Regions from separate parts of the Mus musculus genome. Here region 2 is linked to region 1. Evidence: chromatin contacts called from public Hi-C data. All regions are on one chromosome and are shown on one strand. The core of a region is the stretch at or near the end of the contact, and the rest is flanking DNA. Distances in the headings are between cores, read along the strand shown.

Evidence for each region. Hi-C and Micro-C count contacts between places; a contact is called where the count stands out from the background.
Region 2: a Hi-C map of B cells shows a contact between it and region 1, with 5 read pairs. The contact joins the promoter of Bsg here to the promoter of Gucd1 in region 1. A contact is called at or near these places in 1 of 39 promoter capture datasets (erythroid cells) and 1 of 484 Hi-C or Micro-C datasets (B cells).

Annotation. Positions count from the first base shown.
Region 1 is chr10:75,515,985-75,519,086 of GRCm38.p6, forward strand. Gucd1 (guanylyl cyclase domain containing 1) reads right to left here and starts at 1,397. Exons shown (of 6, transcript NM_175133.2): 1 at 1,170-1,397. The coding sequence starts at 1,212. It overlaps Snrpd3 (small nuclear ribonucleoprotein D3), which reads left to right and starts at 2,058. Exons shown (of 4, transcript NM_026095.4): 1 at 2,058-2,141.
Region 2 is chr10:79,703,050-79,706,082 of GRCm38.p6, forward strand. It overlaps Bsg (basigin), which reads left to right and starts at 1,309. Exons shown (of 8, transcript NM_009768.2): 1 at 1,309-1,535. The coding sequence starts at 1,469. It overlaps Gm25794 (a small nuclear RNA gene), which reads right to left and starts at 541; the gene lies at 435-541.

The sequences.
Region 1 (3,102 bases), core at 147-2,646:
GTGATAAGGGTAGAAGCAGCCTTGGTGTTTGTCCTGATAACAGCTTTGGCATTCAGAGCCCAAAACTGCTTTGGATATTGATGCCTTAAGCCAAGACAGTCCTCTACCTGAAACCTAGGGTCTGCTTTGGAGAAAGCCCTGACCTAGCTTCAGCTGTCTGGTTGCCACAAGAGAAAGCAGACAGACAGCTCTTCCTGGTTCTTTAACCCTCTCAGCCTGTCTGCTCACCTCAAAAGGTACTGAAAGCAGCGGTCACCTACTTCACTGGGATTTATGAAGATTAATTCTATGCTATCTATAAACACCTTAACACTGCATCTACCTCTTAGTCACCCTACACAAGTGAGCCATTATCTGCTGAGGCTAAGATAGGGGCAATGATCTAGTCAAAGTTCACAGCGGTGGCTAACTGGAGAAGTAAATATGTAATCCCAGTACAGGTCCAAGCTCAGCTCCTCCAGGTTACAACCAGAAGGAACCACTCCCTGAACGTGATGCCAACTGACACTAAAGGGTTTGGGTCCCATAACCTTTGACCCCTCCCCTGAGATGGCACCTCAACTGTTTACAGTTTATTAATATCAACTCTTGTGTGTTAAGCTCCACCATAACTTCCCGCTGTCCCCACTTCGTGAGTAAGCAAAGGGGCTCGGGTTTCCTCAGGGCAGAGGGAACCAGTAAGCGAGTAACCAAAACAGTACCAAGACAAAAAGCGCTGAGAAAAAGATGTTCCCTTTGCTGGGTGCTCCCAGGCCATTCTTTTCCCCCTCTTTCCCGCCCCTTTGCTGAGAGCTCTCAAGCCATTCTTTCCCCCTCTTTCTCGGCCTCAGGCTTTCCACAGTTCCCCGGGGAATAGGATCACCCAACGTGCTTCAAGCAGGGCTATTCGATTCTGGACAAGGTTGTGCCTTTTTGCCCCTTGGACTTTTCCACTTGACGGCTCTCAGCACTCCCTGGGCTTCAAGCCCCAGGAGACTCAGGAACGACCCTAAGTGGAGGACAGGAGATGAGAAGGAATATCCACCTAGCTAGGACCCACTAGAAGCTCCAGGCTGGGCTGAGGCCGCAGACGACCCAAGGTCGCGCGCGGCCAGACCCTGCCCGGCTCTAGGGCGGAGTCCCCCTCCGTTCCCCCGGTTGAAGGCAAGGCCCTGAAGAGAGGCACTGACCGGGCTCGAGCGGCTGCCCCGCTGCCTCTGCCTCCGTCCTCATGACCCGGATGGCGCAGGGCGCCCATGGCCCCGGCCTGGAGCTGATTGCAGCGGCGACTTCTGCTGGGCAGCGAGCGCGGCCAGTGAGCGCAGAGTTCCTCCTCCTCCGCCTCCGCCGCCGCCGCCGCCACCGCGGTTCAGAGCCGGGTAGGCGGTGGCTAGGCCGCCTCAAGCCACGCCTAATCCCTTCCAGGTCTGGGCGCTGGAAACCCGCCCCTTCCATAAGCCACGCCTCTTCCCTTCCACCCCCACTTCTCCTTCCAGAACCCGCTACCCGTAGGTCCTTCCCTGAAACGCTCCGGGGGCCCCTCCCCCTCCCCGAGCCCCGCCCCTCCCCGAGCCCCGCCCCCAAAGCCCTTCCCCTAGCGACGTGGGCTCCCCACGCTCTCCCTCCGCTAGGTCTGTTCTTCTGCAGCCTCAGATGGAAGCTCTGGTTCTCCGCAGTGCCTTATCGAGACTCCAGGGAACACTTTCCCGACTCCTTTTAGGTCTTCTTACCCAGACAAGGAATAATGAGAGTTCCCAGGGCTCAGTGCGTCCCTTACCTGCCGGTGGCCGGATCCAAAGCTTAAATCTCTAGTCCAAGCCTCACTTCCTGTCTCCCCAGAGCACTGGGCTCAAGCCCAGATCCCGCCCAATCCGCCACTACAGTACTCAGGGTTACCATGTTCCCTTGTTGGGCTCCAGGATTGGTGTTTCCGGCGGTCCCCCGGGCCCTCTCCGGTGCCGGAACTATTGTGCTAGAGCCCTGGTTTCCCCAGCCGGCTAAGTGAGAGTGAAGGGCAAGTAGGCTTAAAGGAAAGGGAGGGGCCTGCGCAAGGCATTCTGGGAGCGCGTGGTATTCGTGAGAGTCGGGCCGGTCGTTCTCTCGCCTTCGCCTTCTAACGTTTGTGCCAGAACCGGAAAAAAAATAAAGCCTGCAGTTAATTGGTGAGGAGAGGCGGCTAACGGGAGAGAGGAGGCCAGGGCTTCCCCAGGGGGTTTAGGAGCTGGAAGGGCCGCTGCGGAGGAGCTCAGCGGGGCTTGCTTAGCGGAGGGCGGGAAGCCAGGGCCTATCCAAAGCTCATCTCCCGAACCCTTGAACAGTTATTAATTTACGCCTAGTCTGCACGTTCGGTGCCTTCTCAGGTCACCGATTTCCGAAGCTTACGGGCAGTCATTTCTTGCTAATTACCTCCTTTCCTTTTGGATCATCATTTACAACGTCCCTTTCATCCCTGCCTCCACTCCCATTCCTGCAGTGGCCCTCTTTTCCACGCTGCTGCAGAAGTTTAATCAAGTTGCCGTGCTATATGTTCGATCCACTTTGTAGATGCTACTCTTTTTTTTTTGAACCTTTGGCTATCATCCTGCAGTGTTTCCCTACCATTTTCAGCATGGAAACCCACACTCCTAAAGTTGAAAGCCGTGGTTCCTCACCGAGAGAGAGAGACTGTGTTTAGCATCCTTACAGTCTTCTCATGCAAATAAATGGTGTGCTCCGGTTTTGAGTCGTTTCCAATCTCAGCATTTTAAAAGCCCTGTGCATAGTCTTTGTCTTGTAGTGAGACTTAAAGTCGAGCGTTTACCCTATTTCTCTGCTTGATGAACATTTCCTATTTATAGCACCGTAGCCTTGACAGTTTTGGTCTGCTTTTTGGTGGGGATTCAAAACGCTGGATTGAAAAGCGCAAGCTCTTTTTCCTAGCTTCCTTGGGGCTCAGGTCTATATGTACTATTAGGTTCTGTAGCCTTTATCCAAATGTGGTGGCTGACTACTTGGGATATTTCTGGTGTGACTGAAAGACTGAGTTTGCTTTTATTTGCATTTTATTTAACTCCATGTAAACAGTGATTTGTTTACACTCCGGGTCTATATCATAGCCCTTTTAGTGACTATAAAGGGTCATAT
Region 2 (3,033 bases), core at 59-2,558, 4.2 Mb after region 1:
CACACACACTCACACACACACACACACACACAAATTATTTTATTTATGTGAGTACACTGTTGCTCTCTTCAGACACACCAGAACCTCATCTGTAATGGGCGTCAGATCCCATTACAGATGGCTGTGAGCCACCATGTGGTTGCTGGGAACTGAACTCAGGACCTCTGGAAGAGCAGTCGGTGCTCTTAGTCACTGAGTCATCTCTCTAGCACCCAAATAAATACTTTTTTTTTTTAAAGATTTATTTATTTATTATATGTAAGTACACTGTAGCTGTCTTCAGACACACCAGAAGAGGGCATCAGATCTCGTTACGGATGGTTGTGAGCCACCATGTGGTTGCTGGGATTTGAACTCCAGACCTTTGGAAGAGCAGTTGGGTGCTCTTACCCACTGAGCCATCTCACCAGCCCCTTTTTTTTTTTTTTTTTTTTTTTAATATTAAAGGCTTCACGAATTTTCGTGTCATCCTTGCGCAGGGGCCATGCTAATCTTCTCTGTATCGTTCCAATTTTAGTATATGTGCTGCCGAAGCGAGCACAAATAAATACATTTTTGAGATAGGACCTTACAACTTAGTCTAGAACTGGCTACGTAGCTAGAGCCCAAGCTGTCCTCAAAACTCAGATGCCTGCCTCGCCTCTGCCTCCCGATGTTGGGGTTAGAAGCCTGCGCCACAGTGCACGACCTTCAAATATAATTTGTTTTTGATTGGTTTGGTTTTATTCGGTTTTGGTTTTTTGATACAGGGTTTCTCTTGCAGCTCTGGCTGTCCTGGTGGTACACACTCTATAGATTAGGCTGTCCACCTGCTTTGTGTCTCCCGAGTGCTGGGATATAAAAGGCATGTGCCACCACCAACAGGCTGAAATGTAAGGGTTTTTTTGTTTTGGTTTGTTTGTTTGTTTGTTTGTTTGTTTGTTTGTTTGTTTTTGAAAAGGACAGCCGAGCATCGTGGGTCAGGCATTTACCCCAGCACTCCATCCAAAGGCAGAGGCAGGTGGATGTTTGAGTTCGAGGTCAGCTTGGTCTACAGAGTAAGTTTCAAGACAGCCAGGGCTACACAGAGAAACCCTGTCTCAAAAAGAGACAGAGGAGAGAGAGGGGGTAGAGAAGAGCGGGGATAGGGGAGAAAGGAGAGGGGAGGGGAAAGATTGGGGGTAAGGGAGGGGGGGAGAGAGGGAGAGCACGAGCGAGGCGAGAGCGCGCGCGCGCGAGCTCAAGGGCAGTCCAGGCTCCAGGCCCCACCCCCTCGAGGGTGTGGCCTGTGTGGTCACGTGCCAACGCTTCTCCACCCGCTCCGCTCCTGTAGCGCGAGCGGGAGCGGCGGACGCTGGGTACGTGCCTACTCCCTGTGTGCCTGGCGCCCCGCCCTGCGACGCCGCGTGCGTGCGTACGTGCGTGCCTGCGTGCGCGCGCCCCGCCCTTCTTATAGAGCCGCAGTGGGGCAGCTCCTGGACGAGGCGACATGGCGGCGGCGCTGCTGCTGGCGCTGGCCTTCACGCTCTTGAGCGGCCAAGGCGCCTGCGCGGCGGGTAAGAGCGGGGTGCTGGGACCGGGCTGGGGTCACGGACTTAAGGTGAGCCTCCGATTTCGGGGACTCGGTGGTTCCCTACTCGGGCTCGAGGCTTGGAGATTGTGGAGGAGTAACAGTGGCTGTGGGTGACCCTCGAGTTGAACCTAGCCTCGACTGGGCATCGAGGTGGAGGGGAGTGATCTTAGAGATGAGGCCCTGGAGAGACAAATCAAAGGTTAGGACTCTGGGGGAGACGTCCTAAGGTTGTGGGAACCGGAGGTGGAAGGAGCCGCCACCTTGTGGTGGTCCCCACCAGGACATGGGCTGGAAGGTAATTTGGATGGATTTGGATTACAGAAGTGAATGGGATGACCCCAGATTTTGGTCAGCTGGAGATGGAAGGAGCCGCTTCCCTAACTGTCCCAGCTCCCGGAATAGGGCTGGGACGTGACCCTGAAGGTTTGGGGATACAACAATGACTATAATTGGCTTAGGTTTTGGGGAGTTAGGGAAGGTGTGGGAAGAGGTGACCCTGACGCTGGAAGACAGTAAGGCTCTGGGGCAACATCTCCAACGTGAGTGAGGGCGTCCGTGGCCAGGGAGCTGTCTGGACCATCTTGGTGTCTCCACCTGCGTACCAGGGCTGGAACGGAACCCTAGTAATTTACCTCCTCCTGGTGTTGGGGCCTGGGAGAGTGAAGATAAAAGAAGTCAGCACGTTGAGGGTTCCACACCTGAGAGACAGGGCTGGAAAGTAACCATGGGCCAGAGGGACATCTGGCAGGACATCTGAGAGAGGTTTGTGGGACCTGGGGTGAGGGACAGCAGTGTTGCAGGTGGCTTCCTCCAGGATTGGAGAGATCTGGGGACTAAAGAAGCTGCCACCTTGGGGAGATCCCAAATTTGGAAGACCTGGGAGTCGAAGGAACTGCAGTCTTGGTGTCCCCACTCAGGGAACAGAGTGAGGGTCACAGTCCCTAATTTAGGAGGGCATGGAGTTAGAGAGGTCTGTTACTTTAGTGTTACCATCTGGGCAAGGGGAGGATGCGAAATAGACTTTCCTACAAAGGCTGTCTCCAAGGTTTGGGGTCACTAGGGGGACTAGAGTAGGAGGAGCTACCATTTCAGGGTGTCCATACTTGGGGGACCAGGCAGGGAGATGATTCAGAGGGTTTGGGGTACAGAAGTGCCTGGGGAGAGGTCCACAAGTTTGGGCATATGGGTGGAAGTGAGGTGACTAGGAATTTGGGGGAGGTCCTTGATGTTTGGTGATGTGAGGGGGATGGAGAAAGGATTGGAAGGTCTCAGTGGAGGAAGCTGCTGCATTGCTGTTTCTACTTAGTGAAGGAGCACAGCATTGCTTGGGGAATGTGAAAGAAGAGGATGAAGTTGGTGGGGGATAGCATTGCCTATTAGTAATGTCCTCAGGTCTCTGGAGGATGTGGATTGGAAAGGGGGTGAGAGGTGACCCCGTGGGTTCTTGGGGTAAAGAGGTGCCCAGGGATGGGTAGGCTTGG